4 separate regions of the Sus scrofa genome follow, and regions 2, 3 and 4 are each linked to region 1. A link is a contact called in public HiChIP or PLAC-seq data. All regions are on one chromosome and are shown on one strand. The core of a region is the stretch at or near the end of the contact, and the rest is flanking DNA. Distances in the headings are between cores, read along the strand shown. Region 1 holds the start of TATDN3 (putative deoxyribonuclease TATDN3). Region 2 holds the start of PPP2R5A (protein phosphatase 2 regulatory subunit B'alpha). Region 3 overlaps LOC102164427 (a long non-coding RNA gene). Region 4 holds the start of NENF (neudesin).

The links. HiChIP or PLAC-seq counts read pairs in DNA pulled down with a chosen protein or histone mark.
Region 2: a contact with region 1 is called in an H3K27ac HiChIP or PLAC-seq map of alveolar macrophages. The contact joins the promoter of PPP2R5A here to the promoter of TATDN3 in region 1. A contact is called at or near these places in 1 of 5 promoter capture datasets (liver), 6 of 47 Hi-C or Micro-C datasets (embryonic fibroblasts, fibroblasts, heart right ventricle and 1 more) and 2 of 2 datasets of contacts at active chromatin or transcription factors (alveolar macrophages and skeletal muscle).
Region 3: a contact with region 1 is called in an H3K27ac HiChIP or PLAC-seq map of alveolar macrophages. The contact joins the enhancer-like site here to the promoter of TATDN3 in region 1. A contact is called at or near these places in 17 of 47 Hi-C or Micro-C datasets (alveolar macrophages, brain, embryonic fibroblasts and 11 more) and 2 of 2 datasets of contacts at active chromatin or transcription factors (alveolar macrophages and skeletal muscle).
Region 4: an H3K27ac HiChIP or PLAC-seq map of alveolar macrophages shows a contact between it and region 1. The contact joins the promoter of NENF here to the promoter of TATDN3 in region 1. A contact is called at or near these places in 2 of 2 datasets of contacts at active chromatin or transcription factors (alveolar macrophages and skeletal muscle).

Annotation. Positions count from the first base shown.
Region 1 is chr9:130,620,404-130,624,056 of Sscrofa11.1, forward strand. It overlaps TATDN3 (putative deoxyribonuclease TATDN3), which reads right to left and starts at 1,981. Exons shown (of 13, transcript XR_002336028.1): 1 at 1,841-1,981. It overlaps NSL1 (kinetochore-associated protein NSL1 homolog), which reads left to right. Exons shown (of 8, transcript XM_021063971.1): 2 at 1,339-1,360; 3 at 1,723-2,186.
Region 2 is chr9:131,073,828-131,077,349 of Sscrofa11.1, forward strand. PPP2R5A (protein phosphatase 2 regulatory subunit B'alpha) reads right to left here and starts at 1,976. Exons shown (of 13, transcript NM_001100192.1): 1 at 1,575-1,976. The coding sequence starts at 1,758. LOC106505045 (a long non-coding RNA gene) reads left to right here and starts at 1,253. Exons shown (of 2, transcript XR_002336046.1): 1 at 1,253-1,330.
Region 3 is chr9:130,918,427-130,921,921 of Sscrofa11.1, forward strand. It overlaps LOC102164427 (a long non-coding RNA gene), which reads left to right. Exons shown (of 3, transcript XR_002336041.1): 3 at 1-1,126. Among named protein-coding and RNA genes, the nearest start is that of NENF, 39 kb to the right of the region's middle. Within about 2 kb of position 1,670, at least 5 of the 83 cell types and tissues checked have an H3K27ac peak or open chromatin away from gene starts, as enhancers often do. A contact at or near this core is called in alveolar macrophages, liver, omental adipose tissue and 1 more, where this site is marked.
Region 4 is chr9:130,956,875-130,960,711 of Sscrofa11.1, forward strand. NENF (neudesin) reads right to left here and starts at 2,289. Exons shown (of 4, transcript XM_021063856.1): 1 at 2,080-2,289. The coding sequence starts at 2,247.

The DNA.
Region 1 (3,653 bases), core at 731-3,230:
GTGTATATCAGTGGAGCTGAGGCACCATAAAGATTGACAATGATGGCAAGGAAGAGGGTGATGGAATATGAAGAGCCTACGCTGACCCATATTCCATTTACTCTCTCAGTAAAATCTGACTTCTGTTCCCATTCCACCAAAAGAGAAACTGTTATTGTCAAATAAAACGACTTTTCTCTGTCTTCCTACCCTATCCCTCAGCAGCATTAGAAACTCCTCACTTGTCCTTTCCTTCCTTCTTGTCCTTTCCTTCCTTCTTGAAATATTTTCCACTCTTGGCTTCTAGAATTACTCCTCTCCAGCTGGCTGCTACTCTTCAGTCTCCTTGACTGGCTCTCTCTCCTCTAAATTCAGGACTCTATGCTTCTCTCTCTGTACTCACCAGAAGTGCTCTCATTACAATGCTCATTATGCTAATGAGTCCCCAGTTTTTATCTCCAGTCTATCATTTTCTCCTGAACCCAAGATTCAGTTTAAAATGACTCTATGACATCTTCATTGGGATGGATATTAGGCTTCAGCAAGTACTAAATCTAACTATTTTCCCTCCCCCCAAAAAACTATTCTTTCTTCAAACCTCAGTTTTCCCCATCTCAGTAAACAGCCCCACCATCTCTCTTCAGTATCCTCAAGTTCTCCTTTCCCCTCCCTCTCCACATCCAATTCCTCTCAGCACGTAGGAAAGATTCTACCTTTAAAGTATACCTTGAATCCATCTCATCTGCTTTTCTCAACTTCCCCTGGAACCACCATCATCTTTTGTCTAAATACTGCAAAAGCCTCCAAACTGGTCTTCCACCTTCCACTCTTGCTCTCCTTTATCTATTTGCCACACATCAGAAAAGCAGTTTTTTTGTTTGTTTTGTTTTTGTTTTTTGGCCGCACCCCCAGCATATGGAAGTTCCCCGGCCAGGGATGGAACCCAGGCTGCCGTCGCGGATTGTGCCTCCAGCTGCGACACACGAGACCTTTCAGCAAAGTGGTTTTTCAAACGGTATCAGGTCTCGTTACTCTCTTTAAAAAACAAACCAATAAACGACTCCCTTTACTGGATCCCTATTGCGCTTCTAATGAAATTCGAACTCCTACCTCACCTATCCCCTGCAAACCTCTTCAGTCTTGTTTTATGCTCGCTTCTCTCTGTCTAGCTCATCAGGCCCCACCCAGTCTTTCAGTAGCTTGACTGCGCCAAATTCTGTCCAGTCTAGAAACCTGCAACCTGCCTGCTTTCCTCACCACCATGCACACACCGCTTAGTCTTTCCAGCCCCAACGTCACTGTCCCCTCTTGAGAAGCTTTCCCCCTAAAAGCGACTCTGATCTTTTTCTCGTTTCTCAGCCTCTTGTTTCCAAAGTGGCGGGTAAAACACTTTGAAATTACGTATGTGTGTGTGTTGGTTTTTGTTTGCTCCTTTTGCCACTAGAACTGGAGCACATAGGGTATCGCAGCGAGCATGCGTCCTGTGGAAACTGGGTTCTCGGCCAGGAGCTGAGAGGTTAAACAGCTGGGCAAAGGCTGGGTAGGTAGGAAGGACTCCAGTGGCCCGAAACAGCAAATCGGTGCCAAGAAGAGATTATGGCTTTTTAGGGTAAGAAAGAAAAATCGGTGTGACTGAGATTAAATACAGAGTTAAGGAGCAAATCGCATGGGACCATAGATAGGGGCCTGGAAAGACTGGGGGATAACCCGAAGAGAAAGAACGGGGTCCTCCCCGCTCCCAAGGGCCAAACCTCGCCCTCACATACGTGGTCAAAATCCGGGGCGGAGAGGTGACAGTGACAGTCCACCAGCCCTACGCCCACCGACCCCATCACCGCAGCCAAGGACTCCCTCGACTCGCCCGCGGGGCCTCAGCCGGAACGCTGCTGCCCGGGCGGAACGAGTTTCCGGCCGGACGCGTGCTCCTTCCTCCCTGGAAACCCGCACTTCCGCCCTCAGAGTTCCCGCCCATAGTTCAAGCTGGAAACATGGAGAGGGCTCCTTCTCCTCTGCGGGACGTGGAGAGAGTGGCCAGGACCGACGAGAGGACGTTGGTCCCTGCCGCTTCCCGAAAAGACTTCCGGGTGCGCTGCACCTCGAAGCGGGCGGTGATGGAAATGCTAGAACTGTGCGGCAGCTTCGTGCAAAAACTCGGGGACGCGCTGCCAGAGGAGATTCGCGAGCCCGTGCTGCGAGATGCGCAGTGGGTACGGGCCTCTTAGCCGTCTCTTGTCTTATCACTCCGTTTTTCCACACCCCAGGCAGAAACGGTCAGGCCGAGTTAACGGTGCCCCACCTTTGGATAGAAGCACCAGGAGAAACGCGGGGGAGCGAAACAGATGCTGAGAGGCCGCTGAGTATTGTTAGTTACTTGTTAGTTACTTGGGCTAGTGCTGTCCCGCAGAAAAATACAAGGCGAGCCACGTATGTAATTTGAAATTAAAAGAAAGAAAAAAATAGGTGAAATTAATTTTAATAATATTTATTTAACCTAATATATCCAAGATAGACTTTTAACTTGTAATAGTTAAAAAATGAACAAGATATTTTACATTCTTTTGTTCATACGAAGCTTTTCAAATCTGGGATCTTAACAGCTCATCTCCTTCCTGACTAGCCATATTTTAAGGCCTCAACAGACAGGCAGTGTTTAGTTGCTTCGCTATTGGAGTGCAGACAGAGACTGAGAAATTCTCCAGGGAAGGGTAATTCTGAAAGTCAGTCAATCACCAGCTTTTGGTCTTTCCTTTTGCTTGTTTTAGAACATCTTGAAAAGAGAGTGAAAATAATTTCCCTGTAAGTCTAAAGTAGATAAGGAAGCTGTCTTGATTATAAACTTCACCAAGATCACACACTGGCCCTTATAATACATTTCTCCTTCCTTTCTCAAATATTCTGCAAAGCCCTGAAAAAAGTGTTTTGGGGAAAGACAACAAATTGGGGGATTGCTGCTTGTTGAAAGGAAGCACACAGTCTACTTTTATGCAGGAAAAAAAAGTTAAAATGCTTATAATGTAGTACCTTTTTGTGTGTAAATGACCATAATGCAAACAAAATTAAGGTTCAGTGGAAGAAGGACGGAACACTCCCTGGATTATGATTCTCTAACCCAGTATTGTATACAGTGGCTGTTGTATCTTTCCCTCTTTGCAAGTAAGGGAAGAAAAGAGACTTATCTGAGGACGTTTTTAGTAGTTTTTTGGGAGAAGACTGTTTTGTTGTGTAATGATCTTAGAATTTACCCCTTTCTAGGAAGTGCTAAGGTACTTAGAAAATATGATTAATTACCTTTCAGAAAAAGAGGAACTTGGCTTAACCTTTTATACCTTTAATGGATGATAAAGTGAATTAGAAGATAAAAAGTGTGGAGACAAACTGCCAAGGGAGTTCACTTGCGTTTTATTTTAATCGAGAGCAGATGAAAGTGGAGGTTTTAATTATGTAGACATATTTCTCTAAAACCACATGGTATAGTAACACATTCTTAAATAATATTGATACAATTGTGCAATGAATATTACAAAGATAATTTATATCCTTGGGTAATTCTTCAAAGCCTATATATCAAGTAAAGATTTTATTTTAAAGTTTTAAAAGTGTAGAATATGTACTTATAATTAGCAGTTATTTGATTTAAGCTTATTTTTAATTATATTTAATGTACAAAATATATT
Region 2 (3,522 bases), core at 726-3,225, 450 kb after region 1:
GCCTGTTTGATTCCGGCTGTGGGATGTTCTTAATTTAGAAGTACCCCAAGAGGCAGGGCAGCACAGGATCTGAATGGGGTTCCAGAACTATGGCAGGGCAACTGTGATTTGATCTGGGGTTTTCTTTAGACTCCTAGTCAAACTAAGGCTGGATTCATAGGCCTAAAGACAAATCAGAACCAGACTGGCCTTGAAGGATTTGCTGGAGCTTTTTCAAACTGATCGAAAAATTTGCTGAACATTTTCTATTTCAGTATGAATCTTTTATTTCTTGGCTTTAAAATACAGATGATTGAGGGGAGGGGTCTTTTAGGGGCCCCACCAATGCATATGGAGGTTTCCAGGCTAGGGGTCTAATTGGAGCTGTAGCTGCCAGCCTACACCACAGCCTCAGCAACCTGGGATCGGAGCAGCGTCTGCGACCTACACCACTGCTCACCACAACGCCAGATCCTTAACCCACTGAGCTCGGCCAGGGATTGAACCGGCGTCCTCAAGGATACCAGTCAGATTCGTTTCCGCTGAGCCACGATGGGAACTCCGCAAAACAGATGATTGGGGGTTTTTTGTCAGGGAAAAAACCCTAATGTTTAGGACTATTATCTTGTTCCATGATGATGTTATCTCATAAAAAGCAAAGTTGGTAAAATCATAAAAGTAAAAAGCAGTAATCCACAAAGAATAAGAATTAGAACACCAGAAACCAATTTCTTTTTTTTTTTTTTAATCCTCTAAACCTAGTGGGAAAAGTAAGTGAGCCAAAAGGAGTGCCAAGCTCTCCTGCAAGGCATTAGGCACGGATACCAATTTGAATGACTGTACAAACGTACCAAGTCCCTGGAATCAGCTTGGCGAACTAAGTTCCCACTCCATTGCAAGGCAACACTATCTACTCTTCAGAACTCCTCCAAATTTACCGTGTCTATCTTCTCAGACAGTATTTTAAGGCTTCCCATTATTTGGGCTAAAGGGTGACATTTAAATCTAATGACCCCGTAAATAAGACACCACCCTGGTTAGATTTTTAGGCTTTTTCTGCAGAAATAAATCTAAAGGCCAGATAACTCTTCACTGGTGTTTGCATTAGGATTCCGGGTCTGTAACTCTTGGGAAGGATCCACAGGAAGGGAAGTTAGGGAGAGGGTGAGTACGGTCGCTTTAAAACTGGAAAAGTAAAGGGCTAGTTTAGAGTGGCTGAAAGAGAAGGCAGGTCTCGGGAAAGTGAAGGTCGGAAGATAAGACAGGTAGTTCAAGCAAGATGGGGAAGGAGGACACACGAACTCGACCCCGAGGGACGCCCGAGGGAGGAGAGTTCCAATCGCCAGGGCAGGTGAGCGAGCGCGCAGGTGAGGAGGGATGTCGACCTCCTCCAAGAAGCTGAGGCTTAGGTGAAGCCAGGAGGGATGAGAAAAGCAGCTCGCAAACCTGTTTGAATCAAAAGGCGGGGGGACGCCAAGGCTGCGTGGGGGGCGCGACTCGCACACCGCGAGCCCCAGCGGGGCAGACGGAGCCCGCAGGAGGCAGTGGCTCTGCGGCCCCCGCGCTCCCTCCCGGGCGGCGCCCTCGAAGGTTACCTTTGAGCTGGGGCAAGGGGTGCAGCTCCGGCTGGCTGCCCTGGCTGCGGAACTGCGACGAGCCCTGAGAGCGCTTCTGCCTCTGCGCCTTGCGCACCGATTTCCGGGTGAAGCCGTCCACTTTCTCCGAGGCCGAGATGGCGGCGCTGGCAGCCGCCGCCGGCGGCGGCGACGACGACGACATCTCCGCGGCCCTGGCGCTTGGCAGCTCCGGCTGCTGCTTGCACGGAACGGGCAGCGGCAGGAGGAGGAGGCGGGGGAGAGGCGCCGAGCGCTCGCGCCCCTCCGCCCCGTTCCTCCGGCCGCACCGCCCTCCCGCTCCCGGGCGCCGCCGAGCTTCTCCTCGCCGCCCGCCGACGCCTCACGGCCACATCTCAGGGCCGGCGAGTCCTGGTCCCCGCCGCGCGGCGAGCTCCCGGGGCTGACGGAGGGCGGGGGCGGGGGTGGAGGGGGGTGAAGAAGTTGTTGACTCCGGGAGCGGAGGGCGGGTGGACTGGAGCCCGAAGTTTAGACAACTGAGGCGAGGACGCGGGGTGCGGACGCCGAACGCGCCTCTCGTCCCTGCAGCCCGGGTCCCCAGCCGGCCGGTCCGCCAGCACCTCAGCGGCCGCTGCCAGCGCAGCCCGCCCTGCCTGGAGCCTCCTCCCGAGGCGCTGCCATCGCGGGTCCCCTCCGAGCCGCCGCCGCCACCGCCGCGGTGCCCGCTCTTCCCTGTCAGCGCCGAGCCCTCATCTCCCAGGGCGGCGACCCGCTGCCCCGGCCCCGGGGGCACACACACACTCTCTCCTCCAAGTCCCGGGCGGTCCGAGCCCCCTCCCCCACGCGCCCTTCCGCCGCCCACAGAGAACCCCCAGCGAGCGACCGCTACAACTTGAGAAGGTGCTGGGGAGAAGCAAGGGGGGAGTGTGTGTGCGTGTGCGCGCGCGCCAGGGCGCGCGGCCCGGGGGTGGGGCCTCGCGGGGTTGGGACGGAGGAAATTGACTGACAACTTCCGCGGGGTCCCGCCAGCCTCTCGGTTGCTCGGGAAGGAGTAGGGGGTGGGAAAGCATACCATGTCTTTCAGCCAATCGCGGGGCTAAGCGGCCGCAATAGGGTGAGGCGTGGCCTCCTGCAGGTCTATCAAGCTGGGAGGTAAGGCAGGGGAATGGGGCGTGGTTGTGTGACGGACTTCGGCCACAGCCAATAGTAAGTGAAGGCGGTGAGCGGGGGAGGGGGGCCCACTTACGTCACAACTGTGTAACTAATTCTCTAAGGATTGAGGGGAGGTGCCCCTCCACTGGTGAGCACCTTTGCACGCCTGCGCGACAGGGCCGGGCTCTAATTGCTCTCCTGGCAGCCTATGAGAAGACTGGAAAACTAGAGGTGGGAGTTTAGAGAGAAAATAGTACGCCCCTTCCCGTCCCTCCGCTCTCTATTGACCAATGAGGAACTGAAGCGACTGGTGGGGCGCCTGAGGGCTGGGCCGCGAAAGAGCTCCAGGTGTTACGTCACCGAAAGAGGGCGGAGCAAAGGCCTGGTAGTGGAACTAGCAGAGTGATTGATGGTTGAAGCGGCCCCGCGGAAGGCAAGGAAATGGCTCGCCCAATTGAAGAGAGTTGCTGAACTCTTGGGCGGGCCTTGGAGCCTCACCCGCCCTGAGCCGTGCACTTGGTAGTTACAGGATAAACATGTAGCTCTAGGGTGGTTTGGGCACTGCGGTTCCTGAGAGCTGTTCTAGCGCGAGTTTGGGGCAGTCTAGCGTCTACCACTTCAAAGCGTTTCCCAAGACCACACCCTCCAAGAAGAGGAGTCTCATTCCCAAATTAGTATCCTTCTAATTTTCATCCTTCAGCCGGAGGCTGAAACTGCTTCAACAGGAGGGGTGCAGATTCGCTGACCGGTGGTTTGTGGATTTGGGGGCTTGCCATTTATTTTTGCTAGGATCTCTTCCTTGTAGATCCCATCCAGA
Region 3 (3,495 bases), core at 420-2,919, 300 kb after region 1:
GTCTCTGAGCCTCTTTGCCACGGCCCCCACCACTGCCGAGCCCATTGCGGCGGGTCACATGCTGGCGACTCCACGCTGTCCTGGCCACGTGAGACCAGGCTCCAAGGCCGAGCCTCCTGAGCCCCAGAGCATCGGCCACGAGCCCTCTCAGCACCCACCTTCAGGGGCTCCATTCCCAGCAGACGCTTCTAGAAGGGAAATCACTTCCTCTGATGACTCAAACAAACAAACAAACATGCTCCTGATAACAGAGCCCCCTCTTTTTGCCCCCGCTGCCTCCTCAGGCAGTGGAAACAACTCTGCCTCCGCAGACCTGGGGCCTCGGGCTCTCGCATCCACCCGGAGGCGGAGGTGTTTACCTGGTAACAGGGTGGACGGCATGTTGCCCTTTGAACGCTCCTCCTGCAGAGTTCCCTCGTGTCTCTCTGCCACATTCCTGGTACTGGTCAGGGCCGGGCCAGAGTCTCACGGACACAGGGAAAGGTGGTTCCTGCCCGTACCCGTGGAACCTTGGCCCAGATCTGGGTGTTAGATCCCCAAAACGCCCCAAGGAAATGGCTCGCCCATGTCATCCCTCTTAAGTCAACTGAACAGGAAGCGGCTCCCTGACTGCTTCATCAGTCTTACCCAGGGCATCAATAAACCGTAAGTCAGAGGGAAAGAAAAGCGAAGCCCGAGAGAATCAGGTCTTCCCAGCGGTGTGCCCGCCGGCTTGGAACATGGCAGGTGGGAACCAGCGCCAGAGGCCGTGCCTGCTTGGCAGCCCTGCCTGGCTTCTCTTAATGCTTCCTGGCTCTGCCTTGATCCACGTGGGCCTCACTCCCTTCTCAGCGCCTTGCACTTCCCGCCACACTTGGGCAGGGGCGACCATCTCTCGACAACTTGAGAGGCAGCAGCTCTGTCTTGTTCATCTCGTGCTGGCCCAGATTTCCGTGCCCGTGCCTGGGCTGTCAGCACGCACCATGACATCTGTCTAGGGCTGGAGGAATGCATTTAACATTCGTTACAGCTAAATTTTTCAACGTGGAAAAAAACAATGAGGAGCTAGCCATGGCTTTCCAAACTTTGATGTTTGGGGAGTGAAAACCCTGACTCCAAAAAAAAAAAAAAAAATCGAACATAAGCCCCAAACTAAATAAAAGCAAAGCAGGAGGACACCCAAGTTTGCCAGGTTTAGCAAATAAAAATGCCAGATATACAGTGAAGATGGAATTTCGGAACAATAAATACTTTCAAAAGGATAAGTATATCCCAAATACTGCATGGGCCATACTTACCCTAAAAAAAACTCACTGGCTGTTTGATGTTTAAATTTAACTGGGTGTCCTGATGGTAACACGTGGGACCCTGCACACGTGGGACCCCAAGGACACCCTGGGGCTCTACAGTCTGGTTTGTGAACCACTGTTTTAGGACACTTTGTGACGCGTCCACGCCGCTGTCCTTGTCCCATCTCTGGAGCTGCTCTCCCTCTGAGCAGGCGCGAGGCCTCCTTCTGAGCACCTCTGCCTGGAGCCCAGGTGTCTGTGTGGGCCCCAGGCTGTGAGGAAAGGCGGCTGCTAAAAATGGGCTCAGGTTCCCAAAGCGTCAGTGTGTTAAGTGTCAAAATAACTCGATAGGCAGCCAACCCTTATGACAAAGCTTTGCCAGCTTGCGCAACCATTTCAAGTCAAACATAGATTTCTTCACACCTTGTTTTCACCAGAATCTTTTCCTGAGAGACTTTCCCTGAGAGACTGTTCCATGAAGGCACATGACGGAACCATGGCGGTTCTGCTTCCCTCTTCTTGCTCCCAGCCCACTCCTTCTGGGGTGAACACAGGGCCACCACATCCAAACCAGTCGTCCTGGTTCTGCAGGGTGGATCCTGGTGGCCTCTGTGGGACCAAGCGGAGATCATAGGGGAATGCCGCCCCGCTCTCTCTTGAGCGCCCCCAGAATAAGCAGTGAAGGGGCCCCTTGGAGCATCACGTGAACTCCTGAATGCCCTCTAGGAGAAGCTGGCTCTGGAGAGGGAGCACCGGGGTGGGCCCTTCCCAGGGGGCTGGTCCAGCATGTGGTCCTGGGGGGATGGTCAAACAACGCCCTAGGCCCACTGTCACCCAGGCTCGGCCCAGGGGATGCTCCGCCTTGGGGCTTTGACTCTTGGGGCTTTGACCCTTGGGGGAGAGGAGGGCAGTTAGAGCTGGTGCTAAAGGATGTCACTGGATGTCCCTCTGCAGCTCTCAGGTTCCATGCTTCCCAAACCAGCAGTGCTTTTGGGAAAATAGGGACACAGGAGTTCCCATCGTGGCTCAGTGGTTAACGAACCCGACTAGTAACCATGAGGTTGCGGGTTCGATCCCTGGCCTCGCTCAGTGGGTTAAGGATCTGGCGTTGCTGTGGCTGTGGTGCAGGCTGGCAGCTGTAGCTCCAATCGACCCCTAGCCTGGGAACCTCCATATGCCACAGGTGTGGCCCTAAAAAAAATACAGGAAAAAAGAAAAATAGGGACACAGGCACCACTTCTTCCAGATAAAAGCCACACAGGATCATGGTCCCACCACGGTGTGTGCAATGGCCAGAGAAATGTGGGCAGAAGGGGTGAGTGTCACTTCTGGGTGGAAATGGCCTTAAAATCCAGTTCATCTTTCACCACGTTTCCTCCCACTGTCACAGAAGCCAGCAGCTCTCCAGATGGTGGCCACTCCATCTGGGTCCTGGAATAAGGACAACTCAGGGGAGAGTCCAAAGCCAAGTCTAGGTGACCACTGGAGTCAACTAGGAAGAAACATCTGTGGCGCCAAGCCCCTGAGAGGCAGGGGCTGTTTGTTATTGCAGCATAACCTCTTCCCTCGGGCTGATACCCAGGCCTTGTTCCACACCTCCCGAATCTCAGTCTCCATGGGAGCCTGAGCGGAGGCATTCTTCCAAGTGTCACTCACACACTTGTGACTTTGGGGATCAGCCAGGTTTGGGGAGCCCCACTTTGCTCCACACTGATTCTGGGGGGTGGCCCTGAACTGTAGGGTTGAATGGTGGCCTCCCCCAAAATGGACCCACATCCCAACCCCTGGGACCTGTGAATGTTACGTTACTTCAGAGAAGCATCTTTGTAGGTATAATTAAGAATCTTAAAAAGAAGAGAGCACCCTGATTATCCAGTAGGTACCATGACAAGTGTCCTTATGTAGAGCAGGCAGAGGGGGATTTGAAACAAAGGGAACAGAGGATCCAGAGGCAGAGACCGGAGTAAGGCAGCCACAGGCCGAGGAACACCGACCACAGACAGAAGCTCGAGGAGGCAAAGAATGCATCCTCGCCTAGAACCTCAGTGGAGAGTCTGGCCCTGCTGACACCTGGATTTGGGGCTGCTGGCTTCCAGAACTGTGAGAGAATACATTTCTGTTGCTTTAGGCCACCGTGTCTGTGGTACTTTGTTACAGCTGCCAGTGGACAGTGTCCACTCACCCCAGGGGTGCTCCCAGTCTCACAAGGCAAATCAGGGCTGTACCA
Region 4 (3,837 bases), core at 1,039-3,538, 340 kb after region 1:
GCATCCCCTGGGTTCCACACCCAAAACAATTTTCCTTAACCTGCTTCCAACTCCAGCTTCCCTCTCTCCTTCCTGCAAGTGAGAATCAATCAATAACATTGGCATAAAAAAGCAAGGGGCTTTTTGGGAGTTCCCACTGTGGCTCAGCAGAAATGAATCCAACTAGTGTCCATGAGGATGAGGTTTGATCCCTGGCCTTGCTCAGTGGGTCGGGGATCTGACAATGCGGTGAGCTGTGGTGTAGGTCGCAGGTGGGGCTGGGATTCCTCATTGCTGTGGCTGTGGCTGTGGTGGAGGCGGCAGCTGTAGCTGTGACTGGACCCCTAGCCTGGGAACTTCATATGCCACAAGTGTGGCCCTAAAAAGCAATAAATAAATAAATAGCAAGCAAGGGACTTTTCTCAGTCCTCATCCTGCAGCCTGGGCACAGTAACCTCCACTTAGAATGCTCTATTTTCTTGAGGTCTGTGCTGGGGGGTGGGGGGTGGCAAGATCACCTCCACATTAGAGATTCATGAGGAGGACTCATAAAACTCGGCATATGGTCGTCCTCAGAGCCAGGATTTATGACAGTGATGGAATAAAGATACACAGCTGGGCCCTAAAGGGAACAGACGCAGGCGGAGTCTAGAGGAATCCACCTGCCAGCCCTCTTCCTCCCATGAGGGGTCGCACTCAGAGCACATTCCTTCCCCGGCAACAAGATGCAGCAACAGGTGTGTGATGTTTCTGCCCAGGAAAGCCCATGAGAGACTCGGAGCCCAAGGTTTTTACTGGCGGCTGGTCGTGCAGGCCCTCTGTGCCCCGCAGTGTTCAACACAAACCCAGTTTGTACGAAGAGCCAGACTGAGCCCCCTTCATCTGTGAGGGCAGTGCCGAACGTCCTGGAAACCCAGACACCAGCCAAGAGCTACTCTTGCAAGAGGGCCTTCTCAAGAGGGGAGGCCTGCTATGCTACCTCTTTTCTGCACAGATTTCCTGCCCCTCTACCATCTGATTCTCTCCTGCTCCAAAAGGTGGGGTCCCCTAACATCTAATCACATCCCTCCCTCCCTCCTGTGAGCTCAATGACTCAGGTTTCTAACCAACCTCTTTACAGTCAGGATGCCCAAACTAGCACCACTGCCCAAGGGCCAGGTTTCTAAGGCCCCCTTGCGAATCTAGTCCATCTAAGGCTGCTGAACTTGGAGGTTAGGGAGCCCACACCAGAGGTTTTTAACTAGACAATATTAGGCTCCTTCCTTGTTCTTCCATGAACCGGTGGCCCGCCTCAGTTTCCACAGTATAAAACAGGAAGTTGATTTTTTATCAACTCTAAAATCAAGTTCCCTGATTCCCCCACCAAGCTGTACCCCATCTCTGATCTAATATCAGCCCCCCAGCCCCCATGGCAAGCATCTTGTTCTCACACTCCACCGCCACCACTCTAGGCCCCAAAGACCCGAAGGGTCAGCTGACTGGAGGAGTATCCCGGGCACTGGGTACCGCGGACAGGGGTGGATGTGCCTGGGGGCAGGGCGGTTTTTGTCTCCAAGCTTCGAATCCCCCTCTGCCCTCACCCCAGCTCTCGCTCAGCCCCGAGAGCACAGCGTTAAAAGCCAGTATGAACTAGTCTGAGGAGTCGACTGCGTTGGAAGCCCAGGATCCGGGGCAGGAAGACGGTGCAGGGAAAGCCTGCATCACCCCTGGCTGCCCCCGTTCCCCCCAACGCAGGCCTTGCGGTCCCTCGCTCGCTCCCCCGCCACTCCCGCAGGGAGCCGGCAGAGGTGTCCGCCCCCATCTGACGCTTACACTCAAAACAGGGAAGTTTTGAGGTTCGTGGACAGACCGCCAGCCAAGATGCGTCTCAAGGAACCTGCAGAGAGGGACGCGCCGGGCGCGGGGTGTGGTTTGCGGGAGGGGGCGGCAGGGCGCCGCGGCTGCTCGGGACGCCCCCTTGGCCCCGGGTGGCGATCTGGGCCTGGGGAGAGGGGCCCGGCAGGCCCCGCGCCCAGCGCCGGGCCGGGGCTCCGGAAGGGGGCGCCTGCCGCCGCCGCGACTCCGCCCAGGCCTGCGCCGGGCCCGCGCTCCCCGGCTCACCTCGTCCCCGCCGTAGCGGGCCAGCTCCTCCTCCGTGAAGAGCCGCACCGGGGGCCCCCGCTCGGCGGGGCGCGGCGTCTGCCCGGGCCCGGCTGCGCGGAGCCCCGCGGCCAGCGCCAGGACCAGGGCGAGCGCGGCCAGCCGTCGTCGGGACGCCGGGCCCGCCATGGTGCGCGCGCCGAGCCGGGGCTGGAGCGGCCTGGGCGGTGGAGCCCGTGCGCGCCCGCCCCGCGGGCCCCGAACCCCGCCCCGCGCGCCCGCCCAGCGCCCGCAGGCCCGGGGGCCGGGAGCCGGTCCCGACTCGGCGCCCTCCGCGTGCTGCCGGGGCAGGCGTGCCGCCGGGCCACCGAAGCCGCGGACCGAGTTAGGATAAATCCGGCCCCTCGACTCCAAACTTCGGACTGAAGTTGCGCCAGAGAGTGGCGTGTGTTCCCGCAGTTTCTTGGTTAGGTCCAGGGCGGGCGCAGCCCGACATTCCAGCACCTGGGAAGGTATATTTATAACCTAGAACCCCCACTTCATTAATTCACTTTTACTTTTGGCTGATTTTTTTCCCCCTTCCCAGTTGTATTTAAATTTCGTGTCCCAAAGGATTTTGCAAAGTGGAGGGCACGTGTAAGATATGCGCGGAAGTAATCATTGCTAATGTTTGTGCAAGGATTTCTTCATTGATTTATTCAGCAAATACTTTTCGAGCGCTTCCGTGTACCGGGTCACTGGAGACACATCGCTGAATAAGAGAGATCCAGGCCCAATGGAGTTTACATTCTATGGGCGAAATAGACAAGTAAGATACATCAGTAGTGTGTTAGGTGGTGATGCATGCTAGGGAGAAAAAAAAAAATAAACGGACAAAGGAAATAAGGAGCATTGGGAGTTGCAATTTTATTTTTTATATCATTTATTTATGCTTTTTAGGGCCGCACCTGTGGCATGTGGAGGTTCCCAGGCTAGGGGTCGAATTGGAGCTGTAGCTGCCGGCCTACACCACAGCCACAGGACCGCAGGATCTGAGCTGCATCTGCGACCTGCACCACAGCTCCTGGCAACATGGGATCCTTAACCCACTGAGCGAGGCCAAGGATTGAACCTGCATCCTCACGGATACTAGTCACATTCATTAACCACTGAGCCACGATGGGAACTCCATAAATCCTTTTTTTTTTTTTTTTTTTTTTTTTTTTGTCTTTTTGCCTTTGCTAGGGTCGCTCCGGAGGCGTATGGAGGTTCCCAGGCTAGGGGTCTAATCGGAGTTGTAGCCTCTGGCCTACGCCACAGCCGTAGCAACGCCGGATCCTTAACCCACTGAGCAAGGCCAGGGATCGAACCCACAACCTCATGGTTCCTAGTCATATTCAACTGCTGCTTTTTGTTGTTGTTGTCTTTCGTCTTTTTAGGGCCACACTCGTGGCATATGGAGGTTCCCATACTAGGGGTCTGCAATTTTAAATAGGCTGACTTGGGAAGGCCCCAGGAAGAAGGCAGTATTTGTATAAACATCTACAGGAGGTGAGGGAGGTAGCCTGGGGGAGGACCATCCCTGCGAAGGGAAAACTTTTTAAATGCTGAGGAAGGAGTGCCCTGCTTTCTGGAGGAACAGCAAGGAGGGGAGAGGGGTAGGTAAGGGGGTGGAGGTGAGAAGGCAGATCTTCTGGGGCCTCACAGCCTATTTTTGAATGACTTTGGCTTTTGTGAAGAGTGGGTTAAAATGTTATTTTGACTCACAGAATGACTCTGGCTGTTGTGTTGAGAAGAGAC